3 separate regions of the Mus musculus genome follow, and all the other regions are linked to region 3. A link is a contact called in public HiChIP or PLAC-seq and promoter capture Hi-C data. All regions are on one chromosome and are shown on one strand. The core of a region is the stretch at or near the end of the contact, and the rest is flanking DNA. Distances in the headings are between cores, read along the strand shown. Region 1 overlaps Gm30938 (a long non-coding RNA gene). Region 2 overlaps Ttc7 (tetratricopeptide repeat domain 7). Region 3 overlaps Gm46609 (predicted gene, 46609).

Region 1 (4,051 bases), core at 1,409-3,908, 130 kb before region 3:
CTGGGATTTGAACTCTGGACCTTCAGAAGAGCAGTCGGGTGCTCTTACCCACTGAGCCATCTCACCAGCCCTTGTTTGCAATTTTTAAAAGTGTTTATCAAGGCTTAAGAAAAGCGGGGGAACAGACAGATTCATCCTTGAAAGCAGGAAGAGCTAAGCCCCAGTCGTTACTGAGCAAGCGATTTGAACTTGGAGCGTGGAAGCAGGAGCTCACCGCTTTGTTTTTATGGATGCAGCAATATATATATATATATTTTTTTTCTTTACAGAATGTTCACATCCATGACCTAATTTTAACTTGCCTCTCTGTGCAAGCAGGGAGAGTATTATTTTTCTCTTCTACTTCCACAGATGGGAAACCAGTCTCATGACTCGCTCAGCAATACAGAGTGAAGCCAGCGGCAGGAATGCAAGCAGAATGCTGTTCTCAGAAATCTCAGCTGAAGGTTCTTTCTCCATACTGTGTGTGGCCTGGGTGAACCGCAGAGCTTTGTGTGTGTGCACGTGAGAGAGAGAGGGAGAGAGAGACAGAGAGAGAGAGACAGAGACAGAGACAGAAAGACAGAGACAGAGAGAGATAGAGAGACAGAGACAGAGACAGAGACAGAGACAGACAGAGAGATCGAGAAAGAGAGAGCGAGGATTACCAGTGACAGGCAACACAACAAAGCGTGACACCTGTGAGCTGACTAGAATCGTTCTGTTATTAGGAAGGGAAAGACCAGGACAAACATCAAGAGTCACATCAAGGTGGCAGCAAGAGCTGGCTGCCCACCCTTGAGGATTCAGCACCAGTACTGACTGACCTTGACACAAAATTTGCCTCCAAATTCCACTGGGGAAATAGACAGGGACAAGGTCATTAAAGTCACACCAAGGGAGTTTTAGGGGAAGAGAAATGAGAGTCACTCCGAGGTTTTGTGCTTCGGTTTGTTTAACAGTCTGAAGCTTACGTTGGTTGTGAGAGTGACAGAGACTGGCTGTTGCCCTGGGTTCTACACATTGGCAAGAAAAATTCTACTGAAAGGCACAACCACGGTAGGCTAAAAGGAAAAGGTATGGGGCCTGAGACGGCAGTGCAGCTCAGTCCAAGCAAAGACTGAAGCCAGGAACTTAGCCGTTGTGGGAGACTTAGAAAGTTCTCGGCACAGTGTGATCAACCATATCTGTGTACGAAATGTCAGAGCAAAACTTATTTCTCTGCGTGCTCACCAAAGATAATCTTTTAAAAAGATAACAAATCCGGATGCTGGTGGGCTCACACCTTCAGTCCCAGCACTCAAGCTGCAGGGGCAGGCAGATCTGTCTCGCTGAGTTACAGTCCAACCTGATCTACATACTGAGTTCCAGGGCTGTATAGTGAAACCCAAACCATACATTTGCAACTATAAAATTCATGTTTCAGCTATGGGAACTACACCCACCTCTCCCACCACCCCTCTGCTGTGTGAACCAGGTCTACCTATCATCCTTCTCAAATATAGATTCCAAAATGCGGCCTTAGTCCAGTCAGCTATTATCTGGGTCAGAGCAAACTGTGATAAACAGCTACAGGGAGCCACCTCCTAAGGTGCAGTAAGACATTTACAGACAGGAATGTTTTACGCTAAGTGCGCACCTCAAAATGCATCTACTGGTCATGCTGGGAGGCCTACACTCAGAGGAAAATGGACAATAAGAAATGTTCTCAATGAAGCAGAGAAGTAAATGGAAAATGTAGGATACAGTTAACCCAGCACAGTCACTATGGAAGGCAGCTTTGCGTCCCTCCATAAATAACACATAAATAAATCTCCACACTCTGACAACTCCATTGCTGGGTATAAAACCTAAGAGAACTGAAAGCGGTTAAACAAACTTGTTTACAAATGTCGATGTCTACATCATCCACAACGGCGGAAAAGAATGAACAACCTAAATGTCCATCAAGGAATCAGTGAGTGACAATGGCCATTCAGTGGACTATTGATTATAGAGAGAAGCAAATACTGGTAGATGCCAAAGTGTAAATGGATCATGAAAACAGGAATTCAAGGCCAAGGGTTAGGAGCCCCGCCCCGCCCCGCCCTGCCCCACCCCGCCCCACCCCCATCACATGCAACTTCAGGAACAGAAAGGCAGAGGATGAGGAACGAGGAGGTGGAGAATGACAATGTGTACAGAGGTGTCACTGCAGTTCAGAGCATGATCTGCTCAGTCCTGGAGACCCCCAGGAGACCGCCAGAGACCACAAGGCCAATGTAGGCACATTAGAGTTCAGACTTGAAACACAATCCTCCCCGCAAGACCGATTAGGAATGCAATGCTCAGGTCTAGGGGCTTAGGGTTTATATAGGGGAAATGCACAAACAAGCTGGGGCCTTCAAGAACTGATAGCGTTTTGTTTTTTGTTTTTTGTTTTTTGTTTTTTTTTCCCAGACAAAAAAGAGAGACCGTATATCTAGAAAAGGCCCTCTTTGACCTGGAAAGGAGTAACTCGTTCTGTTATCAGTGGCCGGCCAGTGCGGTCTTTCCTGTTGTTGCGAGCTGGCTGTAGCTGTTTTTGACTGCTGGGAACGCTCGGTTGTCTCTTTCCCAGAGCCTAAGGGTGGGGGTCTTATCACTTCAAGGACATTAATTCTCTGCTTTCTCCAAAAGACAGGAGATAGCGATGCTGGAGGGAGAACTGGCTGCACTGGGGGTGGGGAGAGAAGGGTGGCTGCTGTTGCCTGACTGCCCCAGGGCTTACACTGAGGGGGAATGCTGGCTGCCTTTTGTTTCTTTAAGCATATGGCTTCAGAAGACAGGGGTTCAGACCCCAGCATCCTTAACAGGTGGCTCACAGCTATCACAAACTCTAGCACCCAGGCATTCAATACCCTCTCTGGCTTCTGTAGGGGCCAGTATCTACATGATGCTCATACATGCAAATAGACACAAATACATACATACACACCAAATAAAATAAGTCTTAGTGGATAGAAGATCTCCATGTGGGACCATTTAAAATGTTGAGCTTGGGTGTATGTTAAGCCTGAGAATCACAAGAGAAAGACCGGTTCCACAGATACTAGAATCCTAATCTTGTAAGTCATAATAAATCTAAATCCTCAGTGGATTTACCGTATAAGCCAGGAGACACTATCACTATCCCTGTCACTATCCCTGTCACTATCCCTGTCACTAACCCTGTCACTATCCCTGTCACTATCCCTGTCACTATCCCTGTCACTATCCCTGTCCAAAAAGCCCCTAACTCTCTCCTGCTTCCTCTCTTCCTCCATCCAACCCAGAAGTCCTGCCTACTCACCCAGTGATTGGTCCCTTTATTCATTGGGGGTGGGGTGGAGTTCACAAGAAGTCACCTGAGTATGCGACTCATCCGTTTGGTCCAGACAACCCTTCCTGAGAAAGCAGAATTAACATCAAAATACAGGCATCACCAGGGCCATTCACAACAAAAGGGCAAATCCATTAGACTGCCATAGTTTTCCATCAGGGCCAATCCGGGACAAGCACGCATCCTAACATATTTCCTGCCTCGGTACCTCCTGTCTACATGTGACCAAGCACATCTGGTTGGTGCAGTTGGGTCAAACAAACTTGTTTAGGGGAGTGAAAACATGAACAATACCCCCTCCACCCCCGGAATTCAGGAAGTGTCTGCCTTTGGGCCAGTGGTTTACAGGTTAGAAGTATTTTTATTCCATGGATTTCTTAGGCACAGTAGTTAACTCTTAAAACGTAAGCTGGTGATCATGTGAAGTGGTGCACACCCTGAATCAAGATCTCAAGATCAAGGCCAGTGCGGATCCTGTCTCAAAAGAACCAACTAACCAACCAACCAACCAACCAACCAACCAACCAACCAATGTCTGTAACTGAGAAGCAGTGATAGTTATATGCCATTTGAAACAGCAGGTATCTCCTGGGCTCCACACTTTAAACTGGCCAAAATGATAAATGTGGGTTTTATCACAATGGAAAGGGGAGAGGGGGCCTGCAAGATGACTCCCTTAGCAAAAGCATTGTTCCCTCTCTGGGGTCCACAAGGTAGAAAGAGAACTGACTC
Region 2 (3,756 bases), core at 150-2,649, 220 kb before region 3:
CTGCAGACACATCTGGCTCCTTCCCAAACACCCACACCTTCTCTCTGCCAGCCTCCCTACTTGTTAGGCAAGTTAGGCAAGCGGTGGCAGCGCAGCGTACCACAGAGCTCCTTCCCTGCTCTCTGTTTATTTCCATTTGGTTTCCGCTAAGTTCCCCAGGCTAGCCTAGAACTCTCTTGCCTGGTCAGGTCTTCAACTTGTTATTCTCCTGCCTCAGCCTCCCAAGTGGCTGGGACGATGGGTTTGCACCACTAGACCCAGCTAGAGATTGGGAGGTGAGGGGGGTGGACTCTTCTTACCAATAAAGTTTCCTGTGGAAGGCAGCTCCAGAAAGAAAGCGCAGAGAAGAGAAGCAAGTAGACCCGCCCCACCACCACCCCACACCCCACACCCCACACCCACCCCTCTGACAGGCCCCGCTGGCCACCTCTATCCTCAAGCACTCCCTGTGGGTAGCATTGAGAGGCTTCAGAGCGCTTGGTTTTTGGTACTTCATTTTGGTGTCTGATAGCCATCGGCTAGAACCTTCCTTCCTTCCAGCCTGTAGGCCCTGTTCCATTGTGAGTGAGCTACTTAAGGTCCTGCCCTGGCCATGTGGGCAGAACTGCGTGGCCTGGGCACTACTGGCCGGACAGACGCTGCCTGCCGCTGGTTCTGGTAACCCTGAGTCAGCACTGCTGTGTGCATCTGGTCAGCCCTGTGTGCCGCTACTCCCTGCCCCCACCTGCTGTTCTCCAGCCTCAGCTGAGGCTACCGAACTCCTGGGTCCTTGGGTGTGTCTATGCTTAGGGTCATAGGAGGGTGCCACTCGACGAGTCGGTTGTGGCCCCAGGACCTCCAGCCAGCGCCTCTGGAGACAGAGCTTTCCCCAGTCCTCCTCAGCACCCTCTCTGCTGCCTAATTGGTCATGTTCCAAGCTCTCTTAGGATTTATGAAGTCAGCCATGTACATCTTTCCTGGTGCGTCTCCATAGCAACCAAGGGCCTAACTCTAGGGAGCTTGGGGAGGAGGAGGAGAATAATCCAGCTAAAAATGTGCATGGCCGCCAGTGGGCGGGCTGCAGAGAGGGGGCTTCAGGCACAAAGACAGCTCCCTGCCCCCACTCTGGTCCCCTGCCTCCCCAGGAGATCAGGGTTGAAGATTTATACCTCCACTCTTTGGAACAAGAGAAGTGCTCACTTCTCAGCATCCTGGGATACCTTCACAGTGGCAGGTCAGTAGAATGGTACAGAGTAGCCTTTCTGGGACCTGGAGCCTTCCCCGTGCCCACACCCTGTCCCTTGTCCTTGTCCCTGGGAGGATGGGGGATGTTCAAGACTGCCGGTTTCACTTCCCACCCGCTTTGTGACAATTCCTGGCACTTCCTCTAGCTTACTCTCTTCAGTTCTTTGCAGTGGTCCTTTGAGCTAAAACTGCAAAGCCATACTTCCTGCTCTTGACCGAAGGGGCCTTGGATAGCTGAGTCCCTTTTCTCTCATTCTCTCAGCAACTGCTCTGTGCCCTGATCCACTCCCTCCAGCGCCCGCCCGCCCTGGCACCTGTGAGCGTAGAGTCTGCTGGCTGCTTGGTCTCGGGACCCAGCAGTCCCCGGGGGAAGATGGGCTGCTGAGGCAGGCAGACAAGCACCCCCTCTTTGTCACAAAACTAGATAACCTTCCTGCTGTGGGTGCCCCCTTGGGGTGAGGGGCAGCGTGGCCTGGGCACTACTGAGCATGCTCCAGTCTTAGACAGCTTTTCGTCCACTGACTCATTCCTGCCACCCGGCTTAGATGCCCAGGCCCTGATAAAATGCATTATTTTATTTTTATTTTTCCATTTGTTGAAGAGTGAGTTGGAGGGCTCAGAATTCCCCACACGGGGCCACTCAAAATCAGGTCTAGGCTTAAAGGCCCATCTTTTGAAGACAAGAGGAACATAGCTACTACAGGTTAAAACAGGGCTTGGGCAGGGTCGGATGGGTTTTGCATAAGTAAAGGGCACAGTCATTTGTCTGTGGCCCAGCCAGACCTGAGGGCCTCTCTGGCTCGCCCTGGTTGCTAAGCTCTCCCCACCGGCTCTGGAGGCCCAGGCCTGGTTAACCTCGTCCTCTGCTTCCTTTCTAGGGTCTGATGCTGAGTCAGCTGGGCCACAAGAGCCTGGCCCAGAAGGTGCTGCGGGATGCTGTGGAGAGACAGAGCACCTTCCACGAAGCGTGGCAGGGCCTGGGGGAGGTGCTGCAGGACCAAGGCCAGAACGAAGCGGCCGTGGACTGCTTCCTCACAGCCCTGGAGCTGGAGGCCAGCAGCCCTGTGCTGCCCTTCTCCATCATTGCCAGAGAGCTGTGAGCCTCTGCAGCTGCAGCTGGCAGCCATATACTGCCTGCCAGGGGCGGGGCGGGGGCAGCAGACACAGGCAGGGGGCAGGGAAGGGCGTGTGTCCAGATGTGGGGCCTCAGGGAATAGATGACAAGTGAGCACTTCCACTGGCTTCCATGCCACTTCTCCTCCCACACTCCACACCCTGCAGGCCCAGCTGGGCCTAAGCTCCTGACTGAAGCTGGGGGGACAAGATTTGCATCCAAGGCAAACGCCTCGCCTCCCCCAGAGACTGCCGGTTGCTGGGCACCTCTTAGATAAAAGGTGTGTCTGGGAGCCAAGCCCCTTCCTTGGCTTCCCCCACCACCCCGGGTTTCCTGGTTTGGGATGAACCAATCTTGAGTTTGTGTACCACAGAGATGAGTGCCTTGGGAGACAAACTGGCTTGAATCTCAGCGACTTCACAGAGCTGTGAGCAGACGTGCCGGAGAGCCCCGGATACATTTCCCCATCCGATCTCAGGGCAGTGCAAAGCTTGAAGCCTTGCCCAGGACAGCCACAGCTTGAGGTCCCAGATACAAAGAGGGACAGTGGGCTCCTGGGCTCTTGTCAGCCTGAATTGGCCCTGTTGATGCCTGGTGTTTCCTTTATGGGGAGGTTGCCTAGAGGCTACATGTGATTTCTCTGTACCACCAAGTGCCTTTTGGACTCATGTCGGCCAGGCCTCTAAACACCGTCCCCCGTCTTCCATTTTCACTCACTGTCATCTCCCTGGAGACACGCCCCAGTCAGTAGACTCCGTGGGCCCTGAGCCGGTGGCCTCCAGGATACGCCTTGGAATACAAAACAGGGTTCTGACGTAGCCATTCCTGGTACCTTGAGTACACAGTCCCTCAAGTCTTTGGACCCGCCCACTTGGGTGAATGACATCCAAGTGACCATTTATAGGCCTCAGCCCAGTACACCTCATCACCCACTGCCCAGTTTTCATCTTAGGCTTTGCTGAGTGACCCCAAAGCCCCAGCTTGGCCTTTTGTGCTCCCCTGCCTAGATTCCCACAGCGGCCATGCTTGAGGAACCTGACAGCCTGCCTCACCTTTCTGTGCCCGCGTGCTCTCTGTCAGGTCGCTGGGCAGCTGTCCCTCCCTGGCTCGTCAGCCATGCACTCTGGTTTTGAAACTTTCCCTCAGGAAGCCATTCCCCAAGGCCTAGCAGAGAGTTCCTTCTGTCTCCCCTACTCTGGGTAGAGCTCCCTCGGGTTCACCTTGCGCTTGTGTTAGAATGTGTCAGGGGTCACCGTGCTGACCACAGTGGCCTTGCGGAGAAAGCCGTTGGAGTCTGGCTCCGTGGTGGACTGATGTACCCTGCTTGTCCCCTCGTGTCTCCAGAGAGCTGGTGCCTCCTGGCCACAGCCACAGGCCAAAGGGAGGCTATTCAGTCCTTGGTTGAAGGGTCTCTATGT
Region 3 (4,059 bases), core at 1,464-3,963:
GCCTGCTATCGTTAGGGTCCTCCACAGTGTCTGTCACTCACTTCCCGCAGTTCTGAGCAGAGCTGAGACGGGTCTTCAGACATTACCACTAGGTTCTAAGAGCATCAGTGAAGTCGCAGGCCTAATTCTTGAGCATGCTCAGATCCAGAGCACGGCCACCTCCTAGGGGTTCTTGGCACTTGAGTTGTTGGTGTCACAGGGAATAAACAGCATTTGGCTTACTTTTTACAATGGCTGTGCTTCCATTTGTCACCTCTGAGTTAGAGCCTAGTTCAATAAACCCAGGAACACCTTCCTTTATCTCCTAAGCCGAAGCTTCACCCAGACACTGACACTGATGGCTTCATGGTTGTGTGGAGAGCACCTTCCCTCCAGACCTTGAGTCAGACCCTAAAGCTCTCGGTGAGTGCGCAACCTGAGAACTTTATCAGGGGAGGGTTTTGTTTTGTTTTGTTTTGTTTTGTTTTTAAAGATTTATTTATTTAGTTTATTTATAGGAGTACACTGTAGCTGTCTTCAGACACACCAGAAGAGGGCATCAGATCTCATTACACATGGTTGTGAGCCACCATGTGGGTGCTGGGAATTGAACTCAGGACCTCTGGAAGAGCAGTCAGTGCTCTTAGCTGCTGAGCCATCTCTCCAGCCCATCAGGGGAGGTTTTAAGTGTCCCTAGATACCATGAAAGCAAAGTTTATTATTGGTTCAAACTTTTATATTTTGTTTATTGTGTGTGTGTCCTGCGAATTGTATGGCACAATGCATATCACCACAGGTATGTGCATGTCAGAGGACAGTGGCCTGAAAACTGTACCAAAAGGTCACGGATCGTGCTGAGTGCAGGGTGACCCCAACACATTGGAACAATAAATTCCTCTTACTTTTTGCACTGATTCCTGGCTCCACGTGGTTCACTCAGGGGGTCCCTGGTAAGCTACAGCTCGCCACAGACTTCCAGCAGGAATCATCCTCTCCTTCCACCTTCTGGGTCTTAATGCTCCATGGCCCAACCTTTAACTGCTGAGGCATCTCTGGGCTTTGTTTGAGTTTTAAGACAGAGTTTCCTCTGTTTAGCCCTGGCTGCCCTGGAACTTGCTCTGTTGACCAGGCTGACCTTGAATTCCTGAGTTTTGGGAATAAAGGTGTGTCTTAAATTTTTTAAAAAAGATTTATTTCTTTGTTTTATGTATGTGTGCTCTATCTGCATATAAATGCCTGCATGCCAGAAGAGGGCATCATATCCCTGGAAATGAAATTATAGATGGTCATGTGGATATTGGAAATCTAACCCAGATCCTCTACAAAGAGCAGCCAGTCCTCTTAACTATCAAGCCATCTCTCTAGACCCACCTACCTTCATTCTCGTGAATTGGAACTATACAGCTGAAACCAGTATAAATTTTATCAGTGTCTCTAAAATGCTTGGTTAGCAGGGCATGGTGGTGCACACCTGTAATCCTAGCATTCAGGATGCTGAGGCAGGAGGACTGCTGGAACTTTGAGAACAGTTTGGGCCACATATCAAGACACCATCTTTTATTCTTTAAAAAAAAAAAAAAAAAGCCTAGACATTGGGCTGGGGCTAAGAGTGGCTTTCAGAGGTCCTGAGTTCAATTTCCAGCAACCACATGGTGGCTCACAAACATTTGTAATGGCACATGTACACACACACACAAATTAAAATAAAAAGGCAATAAATATGTTTGGTGACTTTTTTTTTTTTTTTTCGAGACAGGGTTTCTCTGTGTAGCTCTGGCTGTCCCGGAACTCGCTTTGTAGACCAGGCTGGCCTCGAACTCAGAAATCTGCCTGCCTCTGCCTCCCAAGTGCTGGGATTAAAGGCATGCGCCACCACCGCCCGGCTTTTGGTGGCTTTTGTTAATACTCTAGCATAGCATCAGGCAACTTGAAGGTATCTTTTTTGAGATATTTGACCATCCAAGTGCAGCTACATAAATTCTAATCTCTGCTGGGCCCTATCTACAGAAACTGGCACTGCTTTGCTTAGCAACTGTAGGGAAATCTCCTTTGGAGAGATTCTAGGAGTGGTAGGGAACAAGACAATGGAGACTCTCACCACGCCCTGGAGGCCGCAGCCTCACCGGAGAGAACTGCAGAAGATTGCCCGGGAACCTGGAATCCAGGAGGTGGGTGGAGCTGGCAGCCATTGTTCTTTGAACATTCAAGGCCCTGGAACCTAATTTGCTAAACTAGAGCTCAAGACATAGATATCCCTGTTTAAATTCAAAGCCAAAAGACACCCAGAGGTTTTTTGTTGTTGTTGTTGTTGTTTTTTTTTTTTTTTTTTTTTTTTTTTGAGAGTCTTATCCTGTTTCTTAAGCGATGTTCCCGCCATAGGCTTCCTAGGTAGGGGGTCAGAGTCCCCCACCCCTCACCCCCGTGCCTTTCAGCCGCTATACCGCAACATGGCCAGCAGGAGGCAGCACTACATATCAGAAAGGCAGAGAACTACCAACGTAAAAAAATAAGAAGAATTGAAGCCTTTGGAGCAGCTCTCTGGTTTCATAATGTTGTCTGGGGAGGGGGGAGGGGGCGGCTTTGCTTTCTTCTGCTGCCTAAATCTGGGAAACCTAAAGCCAGTTGGGAATAATTCTGCTGCTTTTTGTGATAGAGGAAGCTGATTTATTCCCTCATGCGCATGGGCATGAGCAAAACATGACCACCGTACAAGAAGGGCATGCGCGCGTGTGCTCGAGCCCCCCCCCCCCCCAACACACACACACTTCCTCTTCCTCTGTCTAGAGTTTCTCTTCCCGAGCCACTTTAAATTTGCTCTGTAACGCAAGTCTTGGCTCCCTGTTAAAGGAATGCTAGGGATCAGTGAGTAGGGTAGGGAAAACGTTATTTTCAGGAAATGCCCAACCATCCCAACATACCTACGGTCAATCCTACTTTGAAGGCAGGTCAAGCCAGTATCTGATTTCTGAGTTCCTGATCCAGAAAGACAAGCAGCTCTAACTGCAGGCCCAGTCTCCCTGCCTGGATCCCCCCACCGTGGAATCTCACCGAGCTCCCACTCTTCTCAGTACTAACTGTAGAGACTTTCCAGGCCTGTAGTCAGAGAGCTCGGGGTGACTGTCCAACATAAATGCCAAAGAAGTCCCTGTGCGGGATGCTGTCTTTGCCCTGCCCCAATGGGCATGTCCAAGCTACTGTTTGGAGACTTCGAGTTCACCAGGCCCTCCCTCTGCCCTTTGAACCTTCCTGGAGCCTGTGGCTTTTCTCTGGTTCTTGGATGGTTAAAGGGGCATTTCCATTCCGCCTGCTTTCCTCACCGTTGGCCTCTGTGTCTCAGGTGGCAGGGTGTGGTCCCAGCTAGAGGCCTAAATGAAAAGGAAAGACAAAGAAGAAAAAGAAAAAGAAAAGGAAAAAAGAAAAAAAAAATCCCATTCATCATTCATGACGATCCCACAAATGAATGTGACCATTCACATTTTAACAAGGGGAGCCCCCACACCCCAAGGCATTGAACTGTACATGTACAGTGGACTCCAGCTTTTAGAGACTAAATCAGCTAGTATCTATCTACCCAGAGGGCAGCTGTGGTAGGCTGGCCGGCTGTGGTAGGGCAGCCCTCCGCCAACCACCGTTTCCTTCTCAGCTCATGCAGTGACCTCACTCTCTGGTCTGTTCACAGGCTCTCCCACGAAGCCTTTGAGGTTCGTCAGCTTCGCCTCAGCCGCTCCGAGTGTACACTGGCCTGAGTTCTGGGGAGCTACCTCAGCTCTGGTTTTCTCTCCATCCATGGGCGTGGGGCCCAAGGCCATGATACCTCACTTTTATGGTGCGGATAACACCTTTGTCCTAGGAACTTTCTGGTTCCACCCACTCCTTCCAGTACCTCTCCTTGCTTTTCTCGGGGACATGAATGGACTCCATTGAGCAACGCTGCATGCTGGGAGGGATCACGTCACACTTTATACCTGCTCCTGCTATTCACTTCTCAGTGTGATGTTTATATAAGCACAGACTCAACCGGAACTCCCAGCCATTCGTGGACCCATCTCTTTGGCTTCCACAGGAACCCTGAAGGTAGGA

The links. HiChIP or PLAC-seq counts read pairs in DNA pulled down with a chosen protein or histone mark. Capture Hi-C pulls out chosen DNA fragments and counts their contacts.
Region 1: an H3K27ac HiChIP or PLAC-seq map of embryonic stem cells shows a contact between it and region 3, with 7 read pairs. The contact joins two enhancer-like sites. A contact is called at or near these places in 1 of 484 Hi-C or Micro-C datasets (embryonic stem cells) and 4 of 115 datasets of contacts at active chromatin or transcription factors (bone marrow-derived macrophages, embryonic stem cells, memory CD8 T cells and 1 more).
Region 2: a promoter capture Hi-C map of adipose tissue shows a contact between it and region 3. The contact joins two enhancer-like sites. A contact is called at or near these places in 1 of 484 Hi-C or Micro-C datasets (forebrain), 1 of 115 datasets of contacts at active chromatin or transcription factors (pancreatic cancer cells) and 1 of 9 other capture datasets (adipose tissue).

Annotation. Positions count from the first base shown.
Region 1 is chr17:87,468,408-87,472,458 of GRCm38.p6, forward strand. Gm30938 (a long non-coding RNA gene) reads right to left here. Exons shown (of 4, transcript XR_385891.4): 3 at 3,290-3,384. Among named protein-coding and RNA genes, the nearest start is that of Gm30938, 4.1 kb to the right of the region's middle. Within about 2 kb of position 2,659, at least 23 of the 459 cell types and tissues checked have an H3K27ac peak or open chromatin away from gene starts, as enhancers often do. A contact at or near this core is called in embryonic stem cells, where this site is marked.
Region 2 is chr17:87,377,747-87,381,502 of GRCm38.p6, forward strand. It overlaps Ttc7 (tetratricopeptide repeat domain 7), which reads left to right. Exons shown (of 20, transcript NM_028639.3): 20 at 2,103-3,756. The coding sequence ends at 2,324. Among named protein-coding and RNA genes, the nearest start is that of Stpg4, 48 kb to the right of the region's middle. Within about 2 kb of position 1,400, at least 64 of the 459 cell types and tissues checked have an H3K27ac peak or open chromatin away from gene starts, as enhancers often do. A contact at or near this core is called in adipose tissue, where this site is marked.
Region 3 is chr17:87,599,663-87,603,721 of GRCm38.p6, forward strand. Gm46609 (predicted gene, 46609) reads right to left here. Exons shown (of 3, transcript NR_169183.1): 3 at 2,621-3,344. Among named protein-coding and RNA genes, the nearest start is that of Gm46609, 12 kb to the right of the region's middle. Within about 2 kb of position 2,714, at least 107 of the 459 cell types and tissues checked have an H3K27ac peak or open chromatin away from gene starts, as enhancers often do. A contact at or near this core is called in adipose tissue and embryonic stem cells, where this site is marked.